Regions from separate parts of the Mus musculus genome. Here all the other regions are linked to region 1. The links are chromatin contacts, called in public HiChIP or PLAC-seq and promoter capture Hi-C maps. All regions are on one chromosome and are shown on one strand. Each heading gives the region's core, a stretch centred on a gene start, on an enhancer-like site or on the middle of the called end of the contact. The rest is flanking DNA. Distances are from core to core; before and after follow the strand shown.

Region 1 (5,137 bases), core at 1,743-4,242:
TCTAGAGCAATCCTGTAGTTAGTCAAGAAAACTAGGGAAGAGCAGGGAATCTTTGCAGTGTGTGTGTGTGTGTGTGTGTGTGTGTGTGCGCGCGCGCGCATGCACGCACACATCTTGAGAAGTCATTTGAAAGGGAATGTTTTCATGATATAGAAATAATTCGGCAACCACAGAGAACAAGTAAAGATGTGCCTCGGTTTTCTCTGCTTTATTTCATAGCAGCTTACCCAAAGTAATAGTTCAACATGTGTAGTGGTTATTTCTGGTTGTCAACTTGACTATATTTGGAATGAACTACAATCCAGAATTGGAAGGCTCACCAGTGACCCTTATCTGGAGGCTTGGAGATCCTTATCTGGATCTTGGTATGGAGATCTTGAGCCATAGTGGCTATGGATTCCAGAAGATTGAATCTCCTAGTTTAAGGAACACACCTTTAATCTGGGCTACAACTTTTCATCTGGGATTAAAGGTGTGGTGGAACACACCTTTAATCTGAGCTACACCTTCTGCTGGAGACAATATAAGGACATTGGAAGAAGGGAGTCTAGCTCTTGCTCCTGCTCCTTCGCCTGCTTGCTACGTGAGACTGAGTAACTGCTAGATCCTTGGACTTCCATTCACAGCTGCGACTGAACCATTGTTGGGAATTGGGCTGCCGACTGTAAGTCATCAATAAATTCCTTTACTATCTAGAGACTGTCCATAAGTTCTGTGACTCTAGAGAACCCTGACTAATACAACATGTAAAGACTTTAAAACATTAAGTCTTTGAATATTGTTTTCAAAGAAAAACAGTCAACCCGGCCAGCGTGGGGGAGACCTCCTCATCCCTGACTACTGAGCAATGTTATATAACATCCTTCAGCCTACATTCAACCCCACACTGAGGACTGTAAAGGGCTACAGCAGAGGTTTGCTTGGGCAAACATCTTGACGTGGTTTCACTTGCTTTCCTCAGTAGCTTCCTCTGTTGATCCTGAGCTACATTTAGTGTGGGGTAGAGTCTCTCACTTCCTTGGCATTCAAACAGAATTATCTTGTCCAGGTTCTACTGAGCAGAATATATGAGGAATGATATTGTTTCTATTGTAGCATTTAAATGTCTGCTGGGATCTTTTCCTAGAAGTAACAGGTGTCTGGAACCTAGGCTACTTGCCAGTAATTCCTTCCTAACACTTTTTCATTGTTACAATGCAAGCCACAAAGGTCAGATTTCTATGACCCAAATGAGACTGGTTGGGTTTTGTTTGTTTTGATTTTTTAACAACAACAACAACAACAAAAAACTTTACAAAGCAAGTCTCTAATATTTCCTATAATATGAGTTCATATATGAATTAACTCCTAATCACTAATTCTTCTGAGTTTAACTTTTAAGATAACATGGCTCATTCCCTTTCCTATGTGGGTTTTAGCAGGTTACTTAATTGTCCTGAAGCACAAAGTCTTCATCTGCAGCACACAGATTTCAGTAAAGTTATGAGCAGTTTGTGAGAAGCCTAACAGCGTGCTATGAAATATGGTGAATATTGGCTGCAATATGTTGATGAGCTGCAATATGTTGATGGTAAAAAAGATTCATGGGTAGCAATTCTATTAAAGAGAAAAATATAATGCCCTCATGTTGAAGTTCTTAATTACAAAGCAAAGATATGCCTTCATGTGGTCTGTTTGCCTTGGGTGTAGCTAGAGGAGATCGTGGAAAACTATAAAAGGTAACAGTCTCCCAGGTGCCTCCCAGAGCCACGTCAAATGATCCGTGCTCTAAAAGTACAGCCTTGTTATTGAAAAATCATACAATTTGTCACTACTTCATTTGGAAAGAACACATTAATATTCTGCTATCTTGGTTACTTCTCAAATGCTTAACTAAGCATTATATTTATGTCCCCACACATTAGGGTCAGTCAAATCTATGTACATGGTTTTCAACAGTGATTCAATATCGGCTTATAAGTCGGTAGTTTTTTACTGCTCTGTCATACTAGAATAAAATTGAATTTATACAGAATAACCTCCCCAAAACAATAACACAGAACCTAGAGACTCATTCTACATACAGGGGGGAAAGGAGAGATAGTAACTGCCTGAAGAGCTTCGAATTAAGAGTCTGGGTATGGGAAAGGAGTTGGCGAAGCATTTATGTATTAACTAGCTGATTCATACGTGAAAACAAGATCAGAGGCACGAGAAGCACAGGCTGATTACGTCTTGAACAAACTCACGGTAGTGTTTGGTAGAGCTTAGAGGGTGAGAAAAATAGCATATAGGAAAGGGGGAAAATGTTAGTTTTGTGGCTTCTCCTTGAAGAAGGAAAAGACCAAAGCCGTGTGCTTCATCAATTCAAGCACCAATTTACGTTCATAACAGCGGTCATTTACGAAACAGAGGGCGAATGGTACTTAAATCTAAAACAGCACCAGTTACAATTCAGACTCTCCTTCCCCCTCTCGTCACCTCTTGATACAGAATAAAATACGGACTGCCGGCCCTTGCTTAACAACGTTCTCAAAAAGTGGGCGTCAGAGCAGCTGGCAAGAATATACTAGAATTCCTGAAGTCCAGAGACGGCCCTCATTCCCATTTCGTCACCATTGCCAAGCAACTCGAACCCTCAAAGAACAGCGAATTTTCTGCATCCCGGGGGACCTTCACAAGAAAACTTTACTTCAGTGCCAACAAAGAAGCAATCAAAGCAATAGAAACAAGATCCCGATCCCAGAGAAAAGGCAGAGACTCCAATTACTGTAAAACGTCAAAGAGGAAAAACTACATTTCCCAGGATGCAGGGCGATAACGGAAGCGATGTAGGCCGGGACGTGGAATATCCCTCTCTGAACTACCTAGAAAATTTTCCAGACCAAGCCCAATTGCTTCCCCACAGTCTAGAGTGTTTAAAAACATATCCAGAAATTGATAGAAACGTGTCGGTGATTCGCTTTTATCCACAAGACACTTCCGTTGGATACTTGCCGCTGAACAGCTTCCGTTTCCGGTTGGCCTATTGCCTTGGAAACCAGGATGCAAAACAAGCTAGGTGAATATGGCAGGGCTGAGCAGCTCACAGATCCCCGACGGTGAGTTCACAGCAGTGGTGTACAGGCTCATCCGCGACTCCCGCTACTCAGAGGCGGTGCAGCTGCTGAGCGCAGAGCTGCAGAGGAGCTCCCGCAGCCGCGCAGGGCTGTCGCTGCTGGCCTACTGCTACTACCGCCTGCAGGAGTTCGAGCTCGCTGCAGAGTGCTATGAGCAGCTGAGCCAGATGCACCCGGAACTCGAGCAGTACCGCCTGTACCAGGCCCAGGCACTGTACAAGGCCTGCCTGTATCCAGAGGCCACCAGGGTCGCCTTCCTCCTGGACAACCCCGCCTATCAGACTCGAGTCCTTCGTCTCCAGGCTGCTATCAAGTACAGTGAAGGTGACCTCCCAGGAGCCAGGAGCCTGGTGGAGCAGCTGCTGAGTGGGGAAGGTGTAGAGGACAGTGGAGGGGAGAGTGATTATGATGGTCAGATCAACCTAGGTTGTCTGCTCTACAAAGAGGGACACTATGAAGCTGCCTGTTCCAAGTTCTTAGCGGCCCTGCAGGCTTCTGGCTACCAGCCTGACCTTTCCTACAACTTGGCTTTGGCCTATTACAGCAGTCGGCAGTACGCGCCTGCTCTGAAGCATATCGCTGACATCATTGAGCGTGGCATCCGTCAACACCCAGAACTCGGTGTGGGCATGACCACGGAGGGCATTGATGTTCGCAGTGTTGGCAACACTATAGTCCTTCACCAGACTGCTCTGGTCGAAGCCTTCAACCTCAAGGCAGCCATAGAGTACCAGCTGAGAAACTACGAGGCAGCCCAGGAAGCCCTCACTGACATGCCACCCAGAGCAGAGGAAGAGCTGGACCCCGTAACCCTCCACAACCAGGCTCTGATGAACATGGATGCCAAGCCCACAGAGGGCTTTGAAAAGCTCCAGTTTCTGCTCCAGCAGAACCCCTTCCCCCCAGAGACCTTTGGCAACCTGCTGCTGCTCTACTGTAAATATGAGTATTTTGACCTGGCAGCTGATGTCCTGGCAGAAAATGCCCACTTGACTTACAAGTTCCTCACACCCTATCTCTATGACTTCTTGGATGCCATGATCACTTGCCAGACAGCTCCTGAAGAGGCTTTCATTAAACTTGATGGGTTGGCTGGCATGCTGACTGAGCAGCTCCGGAAACTCACCATACAAGTACAGGATTCAAGGCATAGTAGAGATGATGAATCTGCCAAAAAGGCTGTGAATGAATATGATGAAACTCTTGAGAAGTATATTCCTGTACTGATGGCCCAGGCAAAAATCTACTGGAACTTTGAGAATTACCCAATGGTGGAGAAGATCTTCCGCAAATCTGTGGAATTCTGTAATGACCATGATGTGTGGAAGCTGAATGTGGCCCATGTCCTCTTCATGCAGGAGAACAAGTACAAAGAGGCCATTGGTTTCTATGAGCCCATTGTCAAGAAGAATTATGATAACATCCTGAGTGTCAGTGCTATTGTGTTAGCCAACCTCTGTGTTTCCTATATCATGACAAGTCAAAATGAGGAAGCTGAGGAGCTCATGAGGAAGATTGAGAAGGAGGAGGAACAACTCTCTTATGGTGACCCAGACAAGAAAATCTACCACCTTTGCATTGTGAATTTGGTGATAGGAACTCTGTATTGTGCCAAAGGAAACTATGACTTTGGCATCTCTCGGGTTATCAAAAGCCTGGAGCCTTACCATAAAAAGCTAGGCACCGATACATGGTATTATGCCAAGAGATGTTTCCTGTCCTTACTAGAGAACATGTCAAAGCACACAATTATGCTAAGGGACAGTGTCATTCAAGAATGTGTGCAGTTTCTAGAGCACTGTGAACTTTATGGTAGAAACATTCCAGCTGTTATAGAACAGCCCTTGGAGGAAGAAAGAATGCACACTGGGAAGAATACAGTCACATATGAATCAAGAAAGTTGAGGGCTCTGATTTATGAGATAATTGGATGGAATGTGTAATTACCGCTGACAATTTGTATCATGATGACTTTCTATGTACATTTTCAGTTTTTCCTGTATCTAGCTTTTGCTATTTGTATTTGCTACTTGTGAGAC
Region 2 (5,137 bases), core at 819-3,318, 320 kb after region 1:
AAAAAACAAAAAACAAAACAAGAACACGAGGGGCTGGTGAGATGGCTTAGTGGGTAGGAGCACTGACTGCTCTTCCGGAGATCCTGAGTTCAAGTCCCAGCAACCACATGGTGGCTCACAACCACCCGTAGTGGGATCTGACACCCTCTTCTGGTATGTCTGAGGACAGCAACAGTGTACTTATGTGTAATAATAAATAAATCTTAAAAAAAGAACATGAAGATCCTCTGTTGATATGCATGAATGGGAGAAAGAAAATCAATCAATCAACCAAGACACTGTTTGGTTCTGGCTTCTTCATGGACTCCTTCATTTGGAAGACCTACTTCCTTCATTTTGAGGTTGGTAACTGGAAAGTCTTACGAGTCCCTGTTCTTTTGTACAAATTCCTTTCTCAGTCAGGCTGAACAGCTCTGTACTTTCTACAGTTTTTGTAGTAAGGCTGTGAAGGAAATAGAGGACGAATGTGGGACAGAGAGAAAAGGAGGAAGCAAGAATGTCAGAGTCCGGTTGTGGCACACGCCTTTAATCCCAGCACTTGGGAAGCAGAGGCAGGTGGATCTTATGAGTTTGAGGCCAGTCTGGTCTACAGAGTGAGTTCCAGGACATACAGGGCTACATAGAGAAACCCTGTCTCAATACACCAAAACCAAAAACTAAAACCAAACCAAACAAACAAACAAAAGATAACATCTATATGTTATTTTACAACTTGAAGGAAATTTTTTTCTGTACCCAGTTTCAAACCCATGAATGCCAATCACACTGTCCAGCTGAATCTTTACCTTCACCCCAACAACACAATTTTTATTTTTATCTTATTTTACATTCATGAGTGTTTAGCCTGCATGTGTGTTTGTGTACCGTGCATGCCTGATACCAGAAGAGGTCACTGGGACCCTTGGAACTGGAGTTACTGACAGTTGTAAGCCACTCTGTGGTTGCTGGGAATGAAACCTGGACCTGGGTCCTCTGGAAGAACAGTCAATTCTCTTAACCACGGAGTCATCTCTCCAGCCCTTTTTTTTTTTTTTTTTTTTTTTTTTTTTTGGTTTTTTGAGGCAGGGTTTCTCTGTGTAGCCCTGGCTCTCCTGGAATTCACTCTGTAGACCAGGCTGGCCTGGAACTCAGAAATCTGCCTGCCTCTGCCTCCCAAGTGCTGGGATTAAAGGTGTACACCACCACCGCCTGGCTCTCCAGCCCTTCTAAGAACAAGTTTTAAAGAATTAATCCGTGTGCCCTCTTTAGAATTTTGTATAATGCTCTGAATTTGAGGGAACACGTATATGAAATACACATTGAACATGTCATGGCCTGAAGGTCAAGATGATATTTAAATGGATTGGAAAAGCTATCTATTGCTGGTTACTAAATTCCTAGAGTATTTAATAGGATTCTAGGATTTGGAAAACAGGATATTTTAGTATTCATAAGCAGTGTCTGTCTTGTTTAGGGTTATTATTGCTGTGATGAAACACCATGACCAAAAGTAAGAGGAAAGGGTTTATTTTGCCTATATTTCTCAGAGTAGTTCATCACCATTGGAAGACAGGACAGGAACTCAAACAGGACAGGAACCTTGAGGAAGGGGCAGGTACAGAAGCCATGGAGAGGTGCTGCCTATTGGCTTGTTTCTGATGGCTTGCTCAGCCTGCTTTCTTATAGAACCTCGTCTATGGATGACAGCACATACAACGGGTACTCCCCAGCTTATAACTAATTAAGAAACAGCTTTACAGCTCTGCCTCCAGCCTGATCTCTTGGAAGCAGTTTCTCCTCTCAGAGGCTTTCTCCTCTCAGGCGACTTTTGTTTGCGTTACAAGTTGACAAAACTATCCAGCACAGGCAGCGATTACCAATTTTAGAGCTAACCATCACAAAGCGTCTAGGTACAAAGTTGCTTTCTTTGAGTTTTCAGACTGTGATCCTTGGGACAGCATGCTGGCTGGGTGGGAGGGAGCATTTGGTCAGCAGACGGAAATGGATGGCCCTTTCCCAGCTGAGCACTAGCAAAAGCAGCTGGAGGGCTCCTCCGCAGAGAGGCAGCAAACCCGCAGGCCCCAGGTCCTCCCTCTCACACAGCTCCTTGTGAGACATTTACTGGCAAACATCTGGAGCAGATCTGCTGTCCTTATTGGAAAAGAGCATGTTTGTGTCAAATACAGTTTCAAAGAGGGTTCTGCAGCGCCAGGGAGGTTTGAACCATAGGCTTTAGATGGCTATTTTCTTTCTTTCCTCGTAAAATGCCAGGAGCAGAGAGAGAACTTGAAGAGCAGTAACTCTTTTGCTCCATCCCTTCGTCTTGTCGTAAGAGGCTTTACTAATTTTTACTACTTACAGTTTATGTTGAATATCTGAAAGTATTAATGTTTTGGTTCTTTTTCAGTCATGGTGTTGGAAAACTATATTGATTAGTTTTGCTCATTAGTTCTCTATCTATCATCTATCTGTCTGTCTGTCTATCTATCTATCTATCTATCTATCTATCCGTCTGTCTGTCTATCTATCTGTTTAATTTGAGACAGGATCTCATTATGTAGCTCTAGTTGTCCTGGAACTCTCAATACAGACCAGGCTGGCCTCAAACTCACAGAGATCTGCCTGCCTCCGTCTCCCAAGTATTAGGATCAAAGCTGTGCACCCTGGTGCTCATTAGCGGTGGTCTCCTGAAGTCTTTTTCTTCGCCAGCTTGATCTAGTGGCTCCCTGAGATTGCACTTTGGGAACTGTCTCTCATAAAGCAGCAGCAGCAGCAGAAACGTCAACAGTCATTCTTCTTAGAGCTCTACTTCTTCCTGGGCATTGCTAGGTTAGAGTTTTGGCTTCTGGCTGCCTATTTTATACTTTGCTTCCCTATTTCAGGAGGCTAGGTAGCCAAAACAAGGCTGGAGGAAGACAGTATTTTAGGGATAAATCTATAAACTACGTGCTTTGGGCACAGCTGTCTGGTTTTGGCTTTTTTGGGATTCAAGACTGGGTAACTTAAATGATGAACATTTTGGGACTGGTGAGATGGCTCAGTGGGCAAGAGCACTGACTGCTCTTCCAAAGGTCCTGAGTTTAAATCCCAGCAACCACATGGTGGCTCACAACCTTAGCTGTAAAGGGATCTGACACCCTCTTCTGGTCTATCTGAAGACAGCTACACTTATGTATAATAATAAATAAGTCTTTGGGCCAGAATGAAAGGGGCAACTGGAGCCACTGGGGCCTACCAGAGCGAGTAGGGTTGACAGGAGCGAGCAGAAGTCCTAAATACAATTCCCAACAACCACACGAAGGCTCACAACCATCTGTAAAGTTACAGTGTGTACTCATATACATTAAAAAAAAAGGTGAACATTTCTTTCTCATGGTTCTGGAAGGGTTTGATTCCGTAGTGAAGGATTTCTTTCAATCTTTCAGCCATCCATCCTCCCACTGGGGTCTCTTGTGGTAACCAGGAAGCGAGAGAGCGCATTCTGTTGTGGTGGCGTTTCTTCTTAAAACAGCATGGGCCCTATATTGAGGTCCCCACCCCAGTGTCCTCATCTAAGCACAGTTATCTTTCTCAAATGACAAGTCATAAATAATTTAAAAATCTAACTGGACTTAAAACAGTTTCTTCAACAGTTATAAATACATGCAATACAAAATGTTATATTGCGTTATGTTTATATTTATCTCATGCACAGGAACCGCACTCATGTGGGACCACAGAACAACTTGCAGAAATCAGCTCTTTCCTTTGCCCTGTGAGGTTGTGGGATCAAACCCAGGTTGCTGGCTATGGGGGTTTGGCAGGGCAATGTCCCCACAGGCTCGGGCATTTGAATGCTTGGTTCCAGCTGGTGGTGCTGTTCTGGGGAGGTTTAAGAGGTGTGGCCTTGCTGGAGGAAGTCACTGAGGGTGGGCTTTGAGAGTTTACAGTCTCACCCCACTTCTCCTTTGCTTCCTGCTTACAGTTAGAAGTGTGGTCTGCCGGGCGTGGTGGCGCACGCCTTTAATCCCAGCACTTAGGGGAGGCAGAGGCAGGCGGATTTCTGAGTTCGAGGCCAGCCTGGTCTACAAAGTGAGTTGCAGGACAGCCAGGGCTACACAGAGAAACCCTGTCTCGAAAAACCAAAAAAAAAAAAAAAAAAAAAAAAAAGTGTGGTCTTTTAGCTTCATGTACCTACAGCCTTGCCTGCTTTTGTTGCCATGCCAACCCACCACCATGGATTCTCATCTTTCTGGAACAACCATAGCCAAAAACCTATTTTTCTGTAGGTTCCTTTGGTTAAAATTGCTTTCTCCCATCAAGAGAAAAGTAACTGATGGGTAGCTTTGGCTGTCACTGTGGTTATCACCGAGCCGGCTCACGGGACCCCAGTGGGCTTTATTAAATGCTTCACGTGTAATTAAAGAGCGCCACCCCTAAATGTTTTGAAAAGGGAGTCTCCATGCTAGCGTGAGGCCTGCGGTGCTGGGGCACTTGCCAGCGTGTGTAAGGCTCTGGATCTGATTGCCCAGAACTACAAAAAGGAACAAGGAAAGAAAAGAAAGGAGAGGTATTCTGTTGGGCACCGCAGAAGTTGGTTTTTCTAAGTTGGAACGGAAAATGGACATATTAAAGAATGCAATTAGTGATTGCCAAGTTCCTTGCCTCCAAGGTTATAAAGCGGAGGTGACTCTATTATGCTGAAGGCTCAGGTTTGTTTTTTTTTAAACTTTATTTTAAATGTTTATTCATGTGTACACATGTATCCGCCATGTGTGTGCAGGTGCCCACATAGGCTGGAAGAAGGGGTTGGATCTTGTGAAGCCCGAATGATAGGCATCTGTGAGCTCTTTTTTTAAAAAAGATTTTATTTATTATTATACATAAGTATGCTGTATGTCTTCAGACACGCCAGAAGAGGGTGTCAGATTTTGTTATGGGTGGTTGTGAGCCACCATGTGGTTGCTGGGATTTGAACTCAGGACCTTCAGAAGAGCAGTCGGTGTTCCTACCCGCTGAGCTATCTTGCCAGCCCCATCTGTGAGCTCTTGAATTATGAGCTTGCATCTGAACCCTCATCCTCTGGAAGAGCAACAAGTGTTCTTTACTGCTGAGCTGTGTCTCCAGCCCCTGCCTCTCAGTCTTGCTTTTAAGACTCTGTTTGGAGTCTTGCCTGATT
Region 3 (5,137 bases), core at 759-3,258, 300 kb after region 1:
GTGCTCCTTACCTTGGACAGAAGCCCCAAGTGGGCGGATGCCTCCCTCACTGGAGCTTAGAACAGACTCACTGCCAGCAGCTCAGGGAGGGGTCGCCTGAGAAGAGAAAACACGTGGGGCAGGGAAGGGAGTACAGCTCTCACAGCTGGCTGTATCGGGCCACTCATATCTCAAAGTGAAAGCAGTTTTTCTGTTAACAAGAGACGGGATGGGAGGGACAGGGGAATGAGAAGCTGCCTGGGAACCCGCGGCGCTCTTGGCCGGCTACTCGAACAGCCTCCTCTTCTTTTGCTTCAGCAGCCACAACATTTAGGCCACTGACTTCTCAGGGACCACTCCTCATTTGCTCCGGATTTCCGAGCTCATTTTTCCCTAGGCTCCAGGTTCATGGGCGGGACCACTGTGACCCGCTGGCTGCTCTCTGGAGTTGGAGTGGGAGGCAGGGCAGCTGTTGATCTGAAAGGAAGTGGTCAGCATAGGGATCTGACAGGATTTTTAGGCTTATTTTAGAAGGCATAACTTAAAAACAGTCGTCAGTCATCAGTCCAAGTCTGAACACAAAGAGACACACAAGACACACACAGAAACCGTAAACCACAAACAAAAACAAGATAGTAACAGACAACATAGACGACTCACAAAAACAAACGTAAACAAACAAAATTACCAAGCGACAGAACCAGAGTCAGAGAAAGGGGAGTGGACACAGATTGTCCCATTTTTAGAAAAACAGTAGTCACAACAAGAGCGGACACGAGACTAAGACAAAAAGAGAAACCAGAAGAATCAGATGGCCTCTCTAAGGCCGGCCAATTGAGACCCTCTGCACGAGGTGGGACTCGAACCCACGATCCCGTGACCAGACGCGAGGTGGGACTCGAACCCACGATCTCGCAACAAAACACGAGGTGGGACTCGAACCCACGATCCCGTGACCAGACGCGAGGTGGGACTCGAACCCACGATCTCGCAACAAAACACGAGGTGGGACTCGAACCCACGATCTCGCAACTGGGCACGAGGTGGGACTCGAACCCACGATCTCGCAACCCCAAATGGTCTCTTGGCCTTCAAAGGGGTCCACCAGGCGTCCCTGATCCTCCCCTGTTCCTCCTGGGACGTCTCCCAGGGCGAACGGACGGTGGACACCTGGACACGTCTATCCTTATCCACCCCGCACTCCCTCTCGGAGCGCGGTCTCACTGAGCGTCCGCAAAACTGAAACTGCGATCGCACCAGACTTAGAAACAGAACACAGACATCAGAACACAGACATCAGACCAAAACAGAACAAAGAATCTTACCTCTAAGTGGGTCTAGGACCTCTGGGTGGTCGCGCTGTTTCCCGGCCAATGCACCAAATGAAAGATTTTCGAATTCCCGGCCAATGCACCAAATGAAAGATTCTCGAATTCCCGGCCCATGTACCAAATGAAAGACCCTCGAGGGAAGACCCTCACTCAGACACTCAAGTCCCGGGACAGCCGCGTACCCAAGAAGACACTGAGACCATACATAAAATGTAGAAGGTAAGATTTAATAAAGCAGCGACATGAAAGCACACAGACCAGAGCTCTGGGGTCGAAATAAAGCAGCAACAGAAAGCACACAGAGCTCTGGGGTCGAAACTCATACACCTTTGCACAGGGTAGAGGAGTCTCGACGACGACTTAAAATTTTCACAAGCTTTTAAAGGAAAAAACCACAAACTGGGAGGGGGAATGGGGAGGGAATAGGGGAAGTTTAACAACCACAAATTTACTCAACCAAAGAGTCATATCCTGTGTTTGGCAATACATCTGGCCTGTTGAAACATTCTGTGGTTGTTCCAGAAAATGTTTTTTCTCAAGTATGTTTTCCAGATGGGAGGGGGTGGGCTCCGAGGTGAAAGTTCATGTTCTCACAAGAGGCCAGTAATTTTTCATTCTTCAGGATTTGAAGAACCAGGGTTCTCTGAAAAAGACCATAACCACTGAGCCCTCTCTTCAGCCCAGTGCTCCTTTGAGACAAGGTCTCCTCTTTTCTCCAGCTTCACTCACAAGCTCCTCTCCTGTGCTGGGTGGGATAGGTGCCTAAGGAGAAGGCAAAGGGGGGGAGGAGGGGCGAGGTGGGGGGAGGTGTTGGAGGGAATCTTAATCCTGGCCTGGCACCCTTTAAGTGTGTTTTCTTAGCCGGGCGTGGTGGTGCACGCCTTTAATCCCAGCACTCGGGAGGCAGAGGCAGGCGGATTTCTGAGTTCGAGGCCAGCCTGGTCTACAAAGTGAGTTCCAGGACAGCCAGGACTATACAGAGAAACCCTGTCTCAAAAAAAAAAAAAAAAAAAAGTGTGTTTCCTTACTGTGTTGCAGTAAGGAAAGCAGAGGGAAGAGCTGGAGATCTTTTATGTCATCTGCTTAAAGTGGCTGAGAAAGGAAATGCCATGTTAATTATGTATCTGGATTAGGCAGTAACAGCTTGTCTGTGAAAAATAAGTAGATGGTCTTATTTTTCTTAGTTGAAGATTAACTAATAGTTGTTAATGCAGTCCATTTGACCTTTGGGAGGTAGATCCACAATGATTTTCTGAAACTTAAAAGAAGTTTTAAGTTTACAAAAAGAGAGAAATGTTTAGATATGTCAGTATTCATCATTTGCAATCTGTAAACATTTTGAATTAAAAGCAAGAACATTATTTTTAGATATTCTTGTTATTGGGGAAGAACAAGCATTTAAAATTCAAACCAAAAAAAGCAATTCTTCTTCTTCTTTTTTTTTTTTTGTTTTTTGAGACAGGGTTTCTCTGTGCAGTCCTGGCTGTCCTGGAACTCACTCTGTAGAACAGGCTGGCCTTGAACTCAGAAATCCACCTGCCTCTGCCTCCCAAGTGCTGGGATTAAAGGCGTGCGCCACCACTGCCCAGCTAAGCATGACAATTCTAAGTTTTGGGTGAACTGTATTGTCTCAGGATACATCAGCAGCAAGACTCCACCCATTACTCTAGTAGTTTTAGGTTCTGTAGCTTTGTATTGTAACTGAGGTGACAGGCAACAGTTACATGCAGTTAGTCTGCTCAGAGAATTTAACTTTGCCTAGAGGATCCTTCCTGTCCAGACGCCATTCACACCTGGCCTGTCCCACTGCCACTGCCAGCTGCCTGCTCCATCTGCCCTTGAATCCACACCACGGATGGTCAGGTCCTTTTTCCTGGCATGTGAGTCCCAGTTGTGTGTTGCCCCTGGCCATGTGCCACCATAGCCCAGCAGGTGGCAGCAGGAGAGGTGCAACTTTCTGTTTCTTTAAACCCCGAAAAAGGGAGACAGGCATAGGAGCCTGGTGGCAGGGGTTGAGAAGGTGAGAGTGGGTTTTGAACTCGTGAGCCAGAAGACAGGTGATTATGTCTCAAATCTGAAGCCAGAGGAGTGCTTGGCTACAGCATCTTGCAGGCTGGGCTCTGGAAAAAAAAAACAAAAAACAAAAAAACAAAAACCTGTTTAAAATGGTAATCTGGCCGGGCGCTTTGGTGTTCTTGGAAACCAATCACAACTGAGGTCAGTTAGAACTGCTTTGTATAATTAGCCACAATAGGCTTGGACCTGTACCAACCTGTACCTGTACCAACCAGCTGGCAACACTTCCTCTACCTATGTGTAAGCTTTTATGGTTTTGTCTTTGTAAGCTGCCCCTGGGATGGACCCCATAAGAGAGACACCTGCACCAATATAAGAAGCCATTTTGAGTAGGGGTCAAGTAAAATTTAGGTTCCCAAGACCTCCCTGGGAATGGATAACCTACTAAGCAGAAAGGCTCATGTACCTGGGTAACTGAGATCCTGGTTGGCAAATTAAGACATGAATGTTAGACAAGGTAAGTCCCCTGCCACACTCCAACCAATGGGAAGAATAAAGACACATTCCGAAGGAAATCCCCTATCCCTAAATCCTAATTGGTGGAATAACTTGGCACAGATGTTTGTGGATTTCAGGCTTAAAAGCTCTGTAGGAGTCTGCTCCTGGGTGCAGTCAGCTCCCGTGTTTGGTCTGTGGCCCTGACCGGTCAGTCCTGGGGCCAGTGCTCAATGAGCTATCCCTGTGTGGCTGAGACCCCTGTGTGGCTGAGACCCCTGTGTGGCTGAGACCCCTGTGTGGCTGAGACCCCTGTGTGGTTGAGACCCCTCTGTGGCTGAGACCCCAAGGGTTTATATGGTTTGTGGGGGCAACTTCTGGACCCCAGTAGTTATGAGGCTCTTCCATTTCCTTAGCTGGTTCTTGGAGAGTGTAGTTGTGCGGGTCAGAGGAAAGAAGTAGAGAGCTCTCTTGAAGAGGTTGGGAAGAGCCCTGAGTTGGCGCGTTCGTTTGTAAAGGTGTCCTGTGGCACATGGGCAGGGGAAAAAGGGTAGGGGGAGACTACTATTGTAATGGAGTCCTGTGGAGGGCAGGATTGCTGGGTTGGGGAGGGAAGTTGTGAGCCCACATATTTTTGTTGAGTTTTTTTTTTTTCTTATTTATTATTATATGTAAGTACACTGTAGCTGTCTTCAGACACTCCAGAAGAGGGAGTCAGATCTTGTTACAGGTGGTTGTGAGCCACCATGTGGTTGCTGGGATTTGAACTCTGGACCTTCGGAAGAGCAGTCGGGTGCTCTTACCCACTTAGCCATCTCACCAGCCCTTGGTGAGTTTTTTATGGGGGACTTTAATAGGACCTGCATTTTTTTTTAAAATTTTTTTTAAATGTGCTTTTTGTGTGATGAGGTGTTCCCCATCATAGAAAAGGAAAGAGACACCTTATCCCACTGGAATGTTCCTGCAGCCGTTCTGCTCCAGAGGATTCCACAGAGGTCCAAAATGTTAAGCTTTCTCACAAATTTTCCTAGATGGTATTTAAAAGGTCACTGAGTAACCATTTGTTTGTTTGTTTGTTTCAAGGAGAAATTAGAGAGGGGGTCTTTGCTCTTGTGGACTGTCAGGTTTCAGAGGTTTAGGGACGTTCTGCTAATGAAAGAACCTAGTGGGGGGGGGGCTGGTGAGATGGCTCAGTGGGTAAGAGCACCCGACTGCTCTTCCGAAGGTCCAGAGTTCAAATCCCAGCAACCACATGGTGGCTCACAACCATCTGTAACGAGATCTGACTCCTTCTGGAGTGTCTGAAGACAGCTACA

The links. Promoter capture Hi-C pulls out the DNA fragments that hold promoters and counts their contacts. HiChIP or PLAC-seq counts read pairs in DNA pulled down with a chosen protein or histone mark.
Region 2: an H3K4me3 HiChIP or PLAC-seq map of embryonic limb bud shows a contact between it and region 1, with 4 times the contacts expected there. The contact joins the enhancer-like site here to the promoter of Ttc30b in region 1. A contact is called at or near these places in 13 of 39 promoter capture datasets (the 3T3-L1 cell line, the HPC-7 cell line, cranial neural crest and 8 more), 2 of 484 Hi-C or Micro-C datasets (cortical neurons and regulatory T cells), 11 of 115 datasets of contacts at active chromatin or transcription factors (bone marrow-derived macrophages, cardiomyocytes, craniofacial prominence and 7 more) and 3 of 9 other capture datasets (adipose tissue, embryonic stem cells and macrophages).
Region 3: a contact with region 1 is called in a promoter capture Hi-C map of neutrophils, with 3 times the contacts expected there. The contact joins the enhancer-like site here to the promoter of Ttc30b in region 1. A contact is called at or near these places in 4 of 39 promoter capture datasets (cranial neural crest, maxillary cranial neural crest, neutrophils and 1 more) and 4 of 115 datasets of contacts at active chromatin or transcription factors (bone marrow-derived macrophages, embryonic basal ganglia, embryonic stem cells and 1 more).

Annotation. Positions count from the first base shown.
Region 1 is chr2:75,936,317-75,941,453 of GRCm38.p6, reverse strand. It overlaps Ttc30b (tetratricopeptide repeat domain 30B), which reads left to right and starts at 2,992. Exons shown (of 1, transcript NM_028235.1): 1 at 2,992-5,137. The coding sequence starts at 3,047. The coding sequence ends at 5,041.
Region 2 is chr2:75,615,827-75,620,963 of GRCm38.p6, reverse strand. The region is part of intron 1 of Gm50595; the gene reads left to right. Among named protein-coding and RNA genes, the nearest start is that of Gm39853, 5.0 kb to the right of the region's middle. Within about 2 kb of position 2,068, at least 15 of the 459 cell types and tissues checked have an H3K27ac peak or open chromatin away from gene starts, as enhancers often do. A contact at or near this core is called in embryonic limb bud, where this site is marked.
Region 3 is chr2:75,634,897-75,640,033 of GRCm38.p6, reverse strand. No RefSeq gene overlaps it. Among named protein-coding and RNA genes, the nearest start is that of Gm39858, 3.4 kb to the right of the region's middle. Within about 2 kb of position 2,008, at least 42 of the 459 cell types and tissues checked have an H3K27ac peak or open chromatin away from gene starts, as enhancers often do. A contact at or near this core is called in memory CD8 T cells and neutrophils, where this site is marked.